Linked DNA regions of Mus musculus: region 2 is linked to region 1. A link is a contact called in public promoter capture Hi-C data. All regions are on one chromosome and are shown on one strand. The core of a region is the stretch at or near the end of the contact, and the rest is flanking DNA. Distances in the headings are between cores, read along the strand shown. Region 1 holds the start of Shisal2b (shisa like 2B). Region 2 holds the start of Ipo11 (importin 11).

Region 1 (6,205 bases), core at 248-2,747:
TATTGATCTGACATGTGTGTCTAGTTCTCGATTGTAATGAGAAAGTGATGTGATAGTAACTCATGCTAGCTAATTCTCTCTCTCCCTGCCTCCCCCTCCTCTACACACACACACACACTCTCTCTCTCTCTCTCTCTCTCTCTCTCTCTCTCTCTCTCTCACACACACACACACACACACACCCTCACACACGCTCACACACACAATTTATGTTAGGAGTTTAAGTTCTTTCCTATAATATTAAGATTCCATTCATTCTGTACACAAAAGAAAAGAATCAAATTTAAAGTTTCTAAGTTTGCAGTCTTCTAGAGGGAGCATTTCAATGTGAAAACAAGCATAAAGTCTGAACAGAAATAAGCGGGGGGTGGGGGTGGGGGTACAATGTAGGAAAAAGAATCAAGAAAGGCTTGTCTTTGAAAAGTGACCAGACGTCAAGCCATGGTCAAATGGTTCAGGTGCGAGGGAAGGGTGTCTAGAAAGGACACACTGTGTGTAAGCAGAGTAACTCAAGCTCTTCCTTCCGTGCTCGACCCTTCAGTCTGGTTGTGCAGTGTCAGTGTCCGAACCGCTGAGAAGAGCAAGTTGTAAAGCCTAGTTGTATGTAGCACCTACTCAAGCCAACACACAAACACACACACACACACACACAGAGAGAGAGAGAGGGAGAGAGAGAGAGAGAGAGAGAGAGAGAGAGAGAGAGACCCCAGCTGCCCAGTGACTCTAAGTACTCCATTGGTCCAATACCTCAACCTGGGTTCCAAAGAAGCGTCCTTTCCATTCAAATGTACCATATCAACAAATACCTGAAGAGGAATTAAAACCTCCAGTCTTGTTAGTAGAGTTTCCAGCTCATCTCACAAGCAGTGGTCCCTGGGGTAGCCTGGGATATATACAGGGTTCTCATTTGTCTCCAGGGTTCTCTGCAGAAACCATTCAGAAATCTGGCGCCTTGGCACGAGGACCTGAACCCAGCCGGAGCTAGACTTCCCTGATTCCAGCTTTGTGTCTTTCACTGGTCACTTTCCCGGGTCTAGAAGGAGGTTGCCCTGCCCAGCCCTGCCCAGCCCTGCCCTGCCCTGCCCTGCCCTGCCCTGCCCTGCCCTGCCCTGCCTTGCCCTGCCCACCTGAGGCTCCACATGTAGCTGTGCTTGTAGGGGAAGTAGCTGCCCGGCTCGCTGCAGCAGTACTTGAGGTCTGCGAAGCCGCAGCAATAGAGCAGCGCGGCCCCATCGCCGCGCTGCGGGCACTGGAAAGGCTCCACGAAGCTGCGGTTGAGGCTGTAGTAGCCCGAGCACAGGCGGCTGCTCTGGCTCATCGCCGGCGGCCGTGCTCAGGATCCCGAGGTGCGTGCGATGTGTGCTCGGACTGCGCTCGTCCCAAGCCCAGGCAACCCTGGGCGCCTCCTGCGATTTGGGGTCCAAGTGCCTGGCACTCAGCCTCTGAGCCCTCTCCGCTCTACCTCCCGCTGTCCACGAGGTGCCGGAGCTCTCTGCTCTCACCGCTGGGTCTGGTCTCTGAGTGGTCCCTTTCTCTGATGGCCCAGCCCTCTGCCTCTTCTCCCTCTCCGGAACTCCGACTGTTTTCTTTGCTCTCTACGGACTCCCTTCCAGTTTCATTCTCTTCATCACAACCTGTAGCAGTCTTCACATCAGAAGGATCTCTGTAGAGGGAACAGCAGAGGTGGGCTTGGGTGCAGTTTACACAGGTACAGCCAAAGTGTCATGGCACTTTGTTTGCCCAGTGACATGGCAAATGGGGTCTGGCTTGCAAAGGCTTTACCTGGGTGGACTACTAATCCAGGTTGGGGAGCAGGCTAGTAAAAGGGCCTCTGATTAGCTTTAGTGAGAGTACAGGGTGTTCAAAGTCAGGTAACAACATTCTCTTAGAAAAATTAACTGTGGGTGTTTTAAAAAAACATACAGTGGCACCCCCATGTTCACCTAAACTACATGGAAAAGGGAGGAAAGGCAAGAGATGGTGGAAAAGAAAGTGAGAAGCTTCCAGAAAGTGAAGCAGAAAGGGGAAGACTTTCGGTCACTTCTGAAGTGCAGAAACCACTTTTTCCGTTGATTCTCATTTTCCTAAGCGATTTGTCCAGTCTTTTGAAATAACATTAGCGATGTGTCCTTGTTGTAGCAAGTCAAACAATACTGCGGGGGGGGGGGGGAGGATAAGAACAAAAATAACAATAGCTTTCACTGGAAGCTAGTGCCTGCAGAATTTCCAGGGCAGAGCACTGTTCATTTTCTTTTCTTTTTTTTTTTCTTTCCATTTTTTATTAGGTATTTAGCTCATTTACATTTCCAATGCTATACCAAAAGTCCCCCATACCCACCTGTTCATTTTCAAATTCTGCTTCCTTCCTTTGGCCAGGGGCTTGATTGGAAGGCAGACATCATGAACTTGTGTGCTGGATATTTTTCTAGTCTTATAAATATTTCCCAGCCATGCTCTGGGACACAGCTACTTGGAAGCAGTTTGATTCTTTCCAATTTGTTTTTAAACCTTGTTAGGCGGGGCCAGCATGGGCCTGGGGACTACATTTTTCCCTACAGAAACCAATGCTTTCTGAATATTCTACTCCATGCATTCAGAATCGCAGTTTACCAGTGGCAGCAGACCCCACCACCTCCAGATCTGTCGGAACTTTTTACTTGATCTTAGCCAAAAAGCGTAGAAGCAGGAACTTTAAAGACCATTCTCTCTACTCTTTTCAATGTTTCTTTCCCCAGCCTCAGACAGCTTCCTCCCCTATGTATACAGATCAGTACTAAGCTGAACATTCTTGTACCTTCGAAGCTAGACTATAGGTCATTTGTCCTCTCACCCAATTCTCTCCTCTCTGGAACCATGTTCTGATACCCCCCATGGCTTCCTGGATTCTCAGCGTCACATTCTCAACTCAGAACCAACCAGACTCCACCTGAATCTCACCCATGCTGCTCAGCAGCTACATTTGTCACAGGGCGGAGGAGGGTGGGTAGGAGGAGCCTCACAAGGCTTCCTTCACCTGTTTCCACTTAGACGCCACATCCTGCAGTGCGCCATATCTACGGCCAGGACCCATTGTGTCGTGGGTTTTGTTTCTTTTTTTTTGTCTAGAGCTGGGAATTCAATCTGGTTTCTAGCATTCCACAGACTCAGCCAGAGATTGGACCCAATTTAGTTAGGTCTGGGCTTGGTCTCTCTCATAGGAATACAATTCTATCACATGCACAGGAAGGCAAAAGAAAGTAGTGGGCAAAAAAAGAGAAAAATGAGGCAGAGAGGAGTAACAAACAAGGGTTTGACTAAATGTTGAGGGCTTTGTGGATTTTTGTTTGAGCTCTTTCTTGCACCTTCATTCTTTTGAGATCCCTGAACTCAAGAGCAAATGTCCCTTTCCAGTAAATGTGCCTTTAAATAATTTTATTTTCGAGACTGGATTCAGTGGGCCTTGAACTTACTATGTTGTCAAAGGTAACCTCGGCCTTCTGATAACTCCTGTCTTCACCTCCCCCCCTCCAGTGTTGGGATGGCAGGCATGCACTGCTATGCCATTTGTATACATATCTAGTATTATTTGCATAGATATCTAATGCTGGGAATCGAATGTAGAGCTTCCTGAATGCTAGGCAAACACTTTACCCATTGAGTCGCATCCACACCCTCACATTGGTTTCTACTACAGACAGGCACCACACAACAACATGGCAATCAATGATGAACCACATATACAGGAGGCAGGGGGACACCCATGCAGTTTTATTGCCTAATGACATTATAACAACCTTAGTTTGTGTAAATACACTCTATAATGTTCACACAACATAGTCAATTAGTAAGGACTCCCAGAATGCTCCATTGATGAGTAGCTGGTCACTGTTGCTGCAATAAAAACGTTTCTGCCTCACACAGGACGTTTTCAGGGGAAAGCCAGAGGAGAGAGTGTTGAAATTACAAAATAATGCTGTCTTAGTTAGGGTTTTACTGCTGTGAACAGACACCATGACCAAGGCAAGTCTTATAAGGACAATATTTAATTGGGACTGGCTTACAGGTTCAGAGGTTCAGTCCATTATCATCAAGATGGGAACATGGCAGCATCCAGGCATGGTGCAGGAGGAGCTGAGATTTCTACATCTTCATCCGAAATCTGCTAGGAGAAGACTTCCTTCCAGGCAGCTAGGATGAGGGTCTTAAAGCCCACACCCACAGTGACACACCTACTCCAACAAGGCCACACTTCCTAGTAGTGCCACTCCCTGAGCTAAGCATATACAAACCATCACATGCTCCTTGATCAATGGGCATGCTCCATTGAAGAAGGGAATGTTAGACCACACAAGCTGCTGACATGTGGCTGCTTGCTCAGTATAAGATGGAGCATTGTGTGGGGACAGAGTGTGGGGCCCTTCACGATGGCATGAGGAGAGTGTACACTGCCAGAGCCCATTCTTGGATGACACAGCATTCTGGCATAAACTCTCTGACAACGAATGTTCAGTCCAGAAGGAGAAGAGAGAAGAGCAGAATTGGTCAGGAGATTCTCATTAACACGAGCTCCACAGGAACAACCGTCGCCCACATGTCCCTGAGACACAGACAAAATACAAAACACTCAGCTGCCAGACTCTAGCCAGCAGGGATTAGCCAAAGTTTAAGCCAAGAGAGCAGCTTTTTAACACACAGGATTCAGTGGCAGTGTCAAGACCATGCCTTCAAACCAGCTTAGAATAATACCAACTGGACATAGCAACCTGAGTCTACACTTCTAGCACTAAGGATCATGATTTCAAGGCTGCCTGAGATACATAGGCTCAAGACCCTACCCCAAACTAGAGAGGGCCATGGATATAGTTGGTAGTAGTTGGTAGTAAAGTGATTGTCTAGCCCCAAAAGGTCTTGGCTCAGTACCAAACACCACCACCATTGATGATGATGAGGAGGAGGAGGAGGAAGAGGGGAAGGTGGTGGTGGCATCCGTGGTGGTTTGAATGAAATGCACCCCCTGCCCCCACCCCTAAGTCTTAGACATTGAAAACTTGGTCCCTAGTTGGTGACTGTATAGGAAAGATTAGGAAGAGCAGCCTGCAGCCTTGTTGGAGAAGGGTTCCTGGGGATTCACTTAAGATTCTAAGAGGCCACAGCATTCCCTGATAATGATCTCTGCCTCCCCCCCCCCCCCCCCCCCCCCCGCTCGTGACCAAGATGTGGGTTCTCAGCTGCTCCTGCTGCTGCTCTTTTGCTCTGCCGCTGTGGACTCAGGAACCACAAGGCCAACTGAACGCTCTCTTTTATAAGTTGCCTTGATCATTCTGTTTTATAACAACAATAATAATTAATAATATACATAACAAATAATGTAATACATAAGAAAACATTTTAAAAGAAAATGCTAACTTGGCCTGATGTTCCAAGCCTGCAATCACAGAACTACCGTGGGAGCCAGGGTAGAAAGATTGAAAGCTCATTACTTGCCTGAACAATTTATCAAGACTGTGTCTCAAAATAAAAAAAGTTTTTTTTTTGTTTTTTTTTAAGGTGAAAGAAGGGTTGGAAGAGGGTAAAAAACACTTGCTGTACAAACCTAATTAGCTACATTCAATGCCCAGGTCTCCTGTAAAGGCGGAAAAAAAAGTGTTCTACAAAATTGTTCTATGACCTTCATACATGTACCACAGCACACCCACCACTACCTTATCATATAGATACCCAGATACATCCATATACAACACACACACACATACACCCCAAACAAACAAACAAACAAACAAACAAACATTATGTTTTTTAAAAATACCCTGGAGTATAAGTTAATGGTGGACTGTCTGCCTAACACAATGTAGTGCTCTAGGTTTAGTCCCCAAATCCCACTAAAAACACCAACAGAACATGGAACCATTGGTTTGGACATTGCTTTGTGGTCCCAGATCTGTGGATTCCCTGGCAGAAGTTCTGACAGGGAGTGCAATGTGGCTGGCCAAACACCCAAAGGTCTTAAGCCACTTTATTTCTCTCCTTGCATATCGGTTTGTCTCAGTAGGAAGAGCACTTCCCCAGAAGGGAAGATAACATTGGAGAGAAGATGCTTCGGGTGGTCTGATAACAAGGTATCCTAATGAACTGGGCACAGCGACCCAGAGATGCAGCAAAGCTTCACTTTGTGCGGAACTACAGGAAGATAACCCTTGTCTGTGACCTCTATGTGCTCTCTAAGACA
Region 2 (6,728 bases), core at 1,035-3,534, 2.1 Mb after region 1:
ATATAAATAAAAATAAATAACTCTTTTTTAAAAATTTAACTTACCAACAGTAATTCTAAATTAAGCCCAATGTGGCAACACACACCCAGCACTAAGGAAAAGAGGTATGCACTAAGGTATCTCTGAGTTAAGGCCAGCCTGGTCCACACAAACTAAAGCTACACAGTCAAAGTCTATCTCAGAGATAGTAATGATGATGATAATAAATCAGAACAAAGATTAAATATACACATATGCCCATGCAACACACACACAAACACAAACTAATCAGGACTGGAGAGATGGCCTGGCACAGGCTGCACATCCTAAGGACCCAAGTTTGATTCCCAGCAGGCACACAGGTCAGGTGGGGCACAACCTGTAATTCCATTACCAGAAGATCCAAGCCCCTCTTCTGCCTGTTTCAGGAACAGCACAGACAAGAGGACACAGGAAGATCTTTTAAGCCGGGCGTGGCAGCGCACGCCTTTGATCCCAGCACTCGGGAGGCAGAGGCAGGCGGATTTCTGAGTTCCAGGCCAGCCTGGTCTACAGAGTGAGTTCCAGGACAGCCAGGGCTATACAGAGAAACCCTCTCGAAAAACCAAAAAAAAACAAAAAACAAAAAAAACAAAGATTTAGCTTTTAAAAGATAAATCAAAAAAAAACAAAAAACAAAAACAAAAATAATTAAACATTACCTTTGCCTAAAAATGGATATCTGTATTCTTGAGAAACATCTTCAGTATATCTTATATCCAAATACTACAAGTACTATTCTGCCTTCTAGCTTGGTGCTGAATGTAAATACATTTCATAATATCACAAAATCTAAAGACTTGTTTAATTACCAAATAACTGTTGCACACTGCTTTGGAACCTCCATCCATATTACTACAACCAAATTCCTTTGAGAATTCTCTTTTGGCTTTAAGAAGTGTAATCAAGGCAAAAAAAAATGCCCTCCTGCCCTATAGCTATTACACATGTCCACAAAATAAATTAAAATGTTTATGCTAGACACCATCAGAACACCCAAAGAAGAAGAAAAAAGTCTGCAATCCTACCACCAGCAGGAAAAAAAAATTCTAATTCTACCAAAATTTTCCTCTGTGTGGAACAAAGATGTGGGGAAAGCTATCAAGCCATGTAGGTAATGATGTAAAGAAAGCTATCAAGCTCATATAATGAAGTCATTCTGCCCTTAACCAAAGAACAAAATTCTGAAATAATGTGGAAATGGAAGAGAAAAATCTCAGTCCACGAGAGGTTAAAATATATGGTTGCCAACTGCTCTTCCTTGCTTCCTTCTATACAACAAGCATATCTTAAAGGCATTATCGCATGTAACAGAGCTCCTGTAACGTGTGGAGAAGAGGTGTGCCAACTACAACCTTGGCACCAGAAGCCAGATTACCGGTCTTTGCTATGTACGCAAAAAAAAAAAAAAAAAAAAAAAAAAAAAATCACTCTGCTGTAAGATTCTCACGTTGACCACGCAATAAGAGAATTAAGGGGAAAAGAGCAAATGCTATGGGCCTCGAAATAATTTTGCTGAATCACAAATATTCCCAAATGTAAAGCTGCAGGAGTCGCTGAGCCTGTGCACTGGCGGCCATACCTCAGCATGAATCTCCTCTCGGAGAATTGATGTTGAAGTCCCTTCACTTTTTCCTTAAAGGTGAAGGAACGATCGGAATGCTTAAAGCTTTCCAAAGCACAGCTTCCACGGCAAGGTCGCGTGTGCAGCTAACTCCACACACCGGTCTTGGGAAGGGGAACACGTTTCCCTCGTGCTGTGCAGCCCAAAGCCTCCAAGGACAAATACAGCCCCCTGGCCGGCGACAGGGGACACAATAGGTACCCTCGCCTTTGCTCAGCCTGTCACTCAGACCCTGCCACGCCGCACCGTGGACCCAGCACCCAGAGGCTTCCCACAGCCCGGGAGCCCGTGCTCGCCCGGGCTACACCAGAGCCGCGAGGGCCCACGGCCACGCCGCACAGCTCCGCGGGACCCCGCGTTCCGCCCTCGGCGCGGGGTCTCTCGCTGCCCAGCCCACTCCTCCCTTCCTTCCTTCCATCCGCGCGGCTCGCGGCCGGGCCTCACCGCGTGCTTCGGTCCGGAACCGCCCGGCCCGCCCCTTTCCACTTGTCCACACGAAGCGGCGTTGGTTGCTTCCTCGTCCCCCACGCTCCTAGTCCACACGCTGCCGCCTACTGATGCCGAAAACGGCTTCTAGGAACGCGCCATGTTCCGCGTCGCCACTCCAAACGACGAGGGCGCGCTAAAATTACGTCACAGGTTCCCAGAGCGCCGAGAGGCCGAGGAGGGAGGCCATAGGACGGCGGAGGGAAGGGGAGGGAGGAACTCGAGTTCGAACCCGAAGGCGCGCGGCAGCCAATAGGGTTGTGTGCGCTTGCGTGGTACCCGGAGCAAGGCGCCGGCTTAGGGGCCCCTGTAACTATGGAAACCGTAGGTCCGGAGAAAATCGATAGTCTCCTGCGCTGATCGAAGCCTAAGTCAAAACCATTCATTGCATCTTCACTATTCTGTCAGCTACTTGGTTTAGGAGTCTGTCACGGCAGAAGAGGGTCATCAAAAGAATCCCATTGATGAACTCTGCCACCATAGGTATTTGGATGAGCATTGTTGGTTTTGGTTTTTTTTTTTTTTTTTGGGGGGTGGGGGTTAGAGTTCTGCTGGTTTTTGTTTTGTTTTTTGTTCTTGTTTTTTCGAGACAGGGTTTCTCTGTATAGCCCTGGCTGTCCTGGAACTCACTTTGTAGCCCAGGCTGACCTCGAACTCAGAAATCCGCCTGCCTCTGCCTCCCGAGTGCTGGGATTAAAGGTGTGTGCCACCACGCCCCGCTAGAGTTCTGCTGTTTAATCAGGGTCTCAGGACCCCAGGCTGGCATCGCTGAGGATGACCTTCAAATTCCGACGCCGCCACTTCTCAAGTGTTAGGGTTACATGCATATAGTCTCTGTTGGGAAGGTTTAGGAGTGCCCAGTCATTGAGTTAACCAAAGGCATTTCAAAAATAAGCTAATGTGTGTGTGGCTTTCATTCCAGAATCCAAAGAGTTCCTGGAGAGTGGGTGGAAGTGCGTGATCCTCTGGGAGCACAAAGTGGTGTAGCACAAACTCACAGCTACATGGTTGGTCTAAAATGTATCCACATTCCCGTTGATGCTAATGTTGCCAACCACCCAGAGGATGTGTCCAATGGTAGAGAGACAAGCGATAGTTAGTGTGGGAAGAAAGAATTAAGTAGTTATTAAAAAGAGAAATTTTGAAAAATAGAACTCTTTTATTGGAGTCATAGGTCTTTTGTAAATCTTAGGAAATGTTTAATTTTAAAAAATGAGCATACGCAGGCCGGGCATGGTGGCACATGCCTTTAATCCCAGCACTTGGGAGGCAGAGGCAGGCGAATTTCTGAGTTCAAGGCCAGCCTGGTCTATAGAGTGAGTTCCAGGACAGCCAGGACTACACAGAGAAACCCTGCCTCAAAAAAAAAAAAAAAAAAAAAAAAAAAACACACAACAACAACAACAAAAGCATACACAAAGTGTGTCTAGAATACTAGGACCCCAAATTAGGATGTATTCAGAAGTACTAATTTTGACTAGTATTGAATGGAAGATGCAGGTGCATATTGTTGACAAAACAAATATTTACAGCTAGATGAATAACCCTCAATCCACTGTACTTCATTACTATATTTTCATGCTCAATTTTGAGAGAATAGGGAAAATATTAGAATTAACTTATCATTGAGTGTCTTCAGGTTATATTTGAAATCTTTTTCTTTTTGGGGGTGGGGGAGGGTGGGTTGCTAAGAGTAGAACACATGGCCTTGAACATGCCAGGCAAGCACTGTAACCACTAAACTATTTCCGCAGTGTGTATTTGAAAACATAGTGCTTTTTGCATACAATTGAGAACTACAAAGAGAAAGCAGAAAATTGGTGATGAAATGCTAAATTAAAGAAACATTGAGAGCTGGGCGTGGTGGCGCACACCTTTAATCCCAGCACTCAGGAGGCAAAGGCAGGCGGATTTATGAGTTCAAGGCCAGCCTGGTCTACTGAGTGAGTTCCAGGACAGCCAGGGCTATTCAGAGAAATCCTGTCTCGGAAAAAAAGAAAGGAAGGAAGGAAGGAAGGAAGGAAGGAAGGAAGGAAGGAAAGAAACATTGAGGGGGCTGTAGCGATAGCTCAGAGATTAAGAGAGCATGGAGAGGTTCTGGGTTCAATTCCCAGCATCCATATGGTAGTTCACACCATCTATAACCCCAGTTCCAAGGGATCCAATGTAGCCTTCTGATCTGTGAGGGTACCAGCAAGCTCCTAGTGCACAGACATACATTCAAGGAAAACACTCACATACATAAAATAATTATTAAGTTGTTATTTAATTAAAGAAACATTGGCTTCCCTTACCCCCTCTCTCTGTCACACACACACACACACTTACTTTTTTTATAACATCAGTCAGATACAGTGGCCCATCTCTGTAATCTCAGAACTCAGGAGGCAAAGGCAAGAAGACTGTGAGCTTTAAGACAACCTGGCTTACATAATAAGGTCCAGGACAACTTTGTCTATACACTGAGATCTTTGTGTCTTGGAGGGAAAGAGCAGACACATTACTGCACATCTGTAATCCCAGAACATCTGTATTCCCAGCACACGGGTTTTGGACACTCAAGGATCAGGAGGTTAAGGACAGACTCAGCCACATAATAGTCTGGGGGCAGCCTGAGCTACGTGAGTCCTAGCTAAGAGAAACAAAAATAAAAATACATAAACTTTAAAACTCAGCTCAACAATCCCAGAACTCAGGAGGCTGAAGCAGGAGGACCACTACAAACTTGAGAATGGGTTTGGTGAATTCCAGGTCCCCCGGACTACAAAATGAAACCCCGTCCCAAAAAGTAAACAAACAAGCAAACTTTTTTTCTTTAAACTTATTTATTTTTAATTATATGAGTACACTGTCACTGTCTTCAGACACACACCAGAAAAGGGTGTCAGATCCCATTATAGGTGGTTGTGAGCCACCATGTGGTTGCTGGGAATTGAACTCAGGACCTTTGGAGAAGCAGTCCGTGCTCTTAACCACTGAGCAATCTAATCTCTCCAGCCCACAAGCTAACTTTAAAAAGAATAAGAATTTAAAAGATGTGTGTACATATGTGTGTGTTATGTATGTATGTATATGTATATATATATATATATATATATATATATATACACACACACACACACACACACACACACACACACACACACATAAATAATCTCTCAACAAAGCTCAGTGGTAGAGTCTTTGCCTATTATGCACAAAGCACTGTATTTGATTCTTAGCACTACAAAGACCATTAGTTCTGCAGAGTAGTTTTCATGTTCTAGGTTTTACTGGAATTATCATGATGCTTAAGCTGAGTTGATTAAGGAACATCTCCAGGATTAGTACAGCATACTTCTGGATATGTCTTCGAGGGTGTTGATCGTGAGGGCTTTTATCTATTGACTGGTTAAAAATTTGAATGTTATACCTATGGAACATGGGGGTCCAGTTAGAGAAAGGAGATTCCTAGGGGTGTGCATTTGAAGAGTGCCTCTAGTACCTGGCCACTCCCTACTAGTCTTTTTTGCTTCCTGGATGCCATGTGGTAAATAGCTATCCTCTCTCATGACCTTCCTCAATATGCCTTCCTACCAGACTCATAAATAAAGCCAGCTGTCCCTGGATCAAACTTTCTGAGACCATGAAACAAAATAAAATCACTTTCCCTTGTTTTTCTTAGGTATGTGTCACAGTGATAAACATCTGACTAACACAAGTAACCAAATAGTTTATGAGATGCTTATTCCTCAAATAGCTTTTAAATATAATAAATACAATTGTTTCTACACTGGAAAATAATATAAAAATAAGTATAAAAATATAGTAGGTACCCACAGAGACACTGAAATGATCCCAGTTGCAAGAACAATTTTTCAAGCAGGAGAGATGGCTCAACAGTTAAGTCTTTGTTGCTCTTTCCGATTCCAGCATCTGTGGCTTGTTAACAACCTGTTGATTCCATCTCTGGGCGATCAGTTGCCATCTTCTGGCCTCTGTGGGCATCACACAAACATGGCAGGTGCGTGCATGTACAAATGTGTGCATGCACACACACACACACACACACACACACACACACACACACAAATTGATCAATCCTGTTCATCATGGTAGTGTATGCCTTTAATCCTAGCACTCAAGAGACAGAAGCAAGTGGACTTCTGTGAGTTTGAGGCTAGCTAGAGCTATGTAGTAAGACTTGTCTCAAAAACAAAAACCAAAAAAACAGGTTTCCCCTGTGCTGGTGTACTCTTTGTTCACTTTTATTTCTATTGAAATTTCTCAACAGTTTCAGCATCTTAATGCAGGCATCAGTATTGGGAAGAAAGACAATTTCTCTTCTATTCTCTTGTTACCTTTAGTATGGTCAGTCTCAGCTTAAGTTGATACAAGACGACTTAACAGGTGGGAAACATTTACAGTAGTAACACTATGTGGTGCTGGAGATCAAAGTCAAGGCCTCACACATGCTAGACAGCACTGTACCACATGGCCACCCCTTTTATTACTTTTAATTACTTAAAATGTAATTAAAACTTTTTTTAAATTAGATTTATTATGAATACAGCATTCTGCCTGCACGTATGCTTATAGGCCAGAAGAGGGCACCAGATAT

What was found. Promoter capture Hi-C pulls out the DNA fragments that hold promoters and counts their contacts.
Region 2: a contact with region 1 is called in a promoter capture Hi-C map of stem cell-derived epiblast-like cells, with 9 times the contacts expected there. The contact joins the promoter of Ipo11 here to the promoter of Shisal2b in region 1. A contact is called at or near these places in 8 of 39 promoter capture datasets (the 3T3-L1 cell line, 3T3-L1-derived adipocytes, cranial neural crest and 4 more) and 2 of 115 datasets of contacts at active chromatin or transcription factors (astrocytes and stem cell-derived neural progenitor cells).

Annotation. Positions count from the first base shown.
Region 1 is chr13:104,862,396-104,868,600 of GRCm38.p6, forward strand. Shisal2b (shisa like 2B) reads right to left here and starts at 1,498. Exons shown (of 3, transcript NM_029984.1): 1 at 1,128-1,498. The coding sequence starts at 1,318.
Region 2 is chr13:106,934,674-106,941,401 of GRCm38.p6, forward strand. Ipo11 (importin 11) reads right to left here and starts at 2,285. Exons shown (of 30, transcript NM_029665.4): 1 at 2,087-2,285.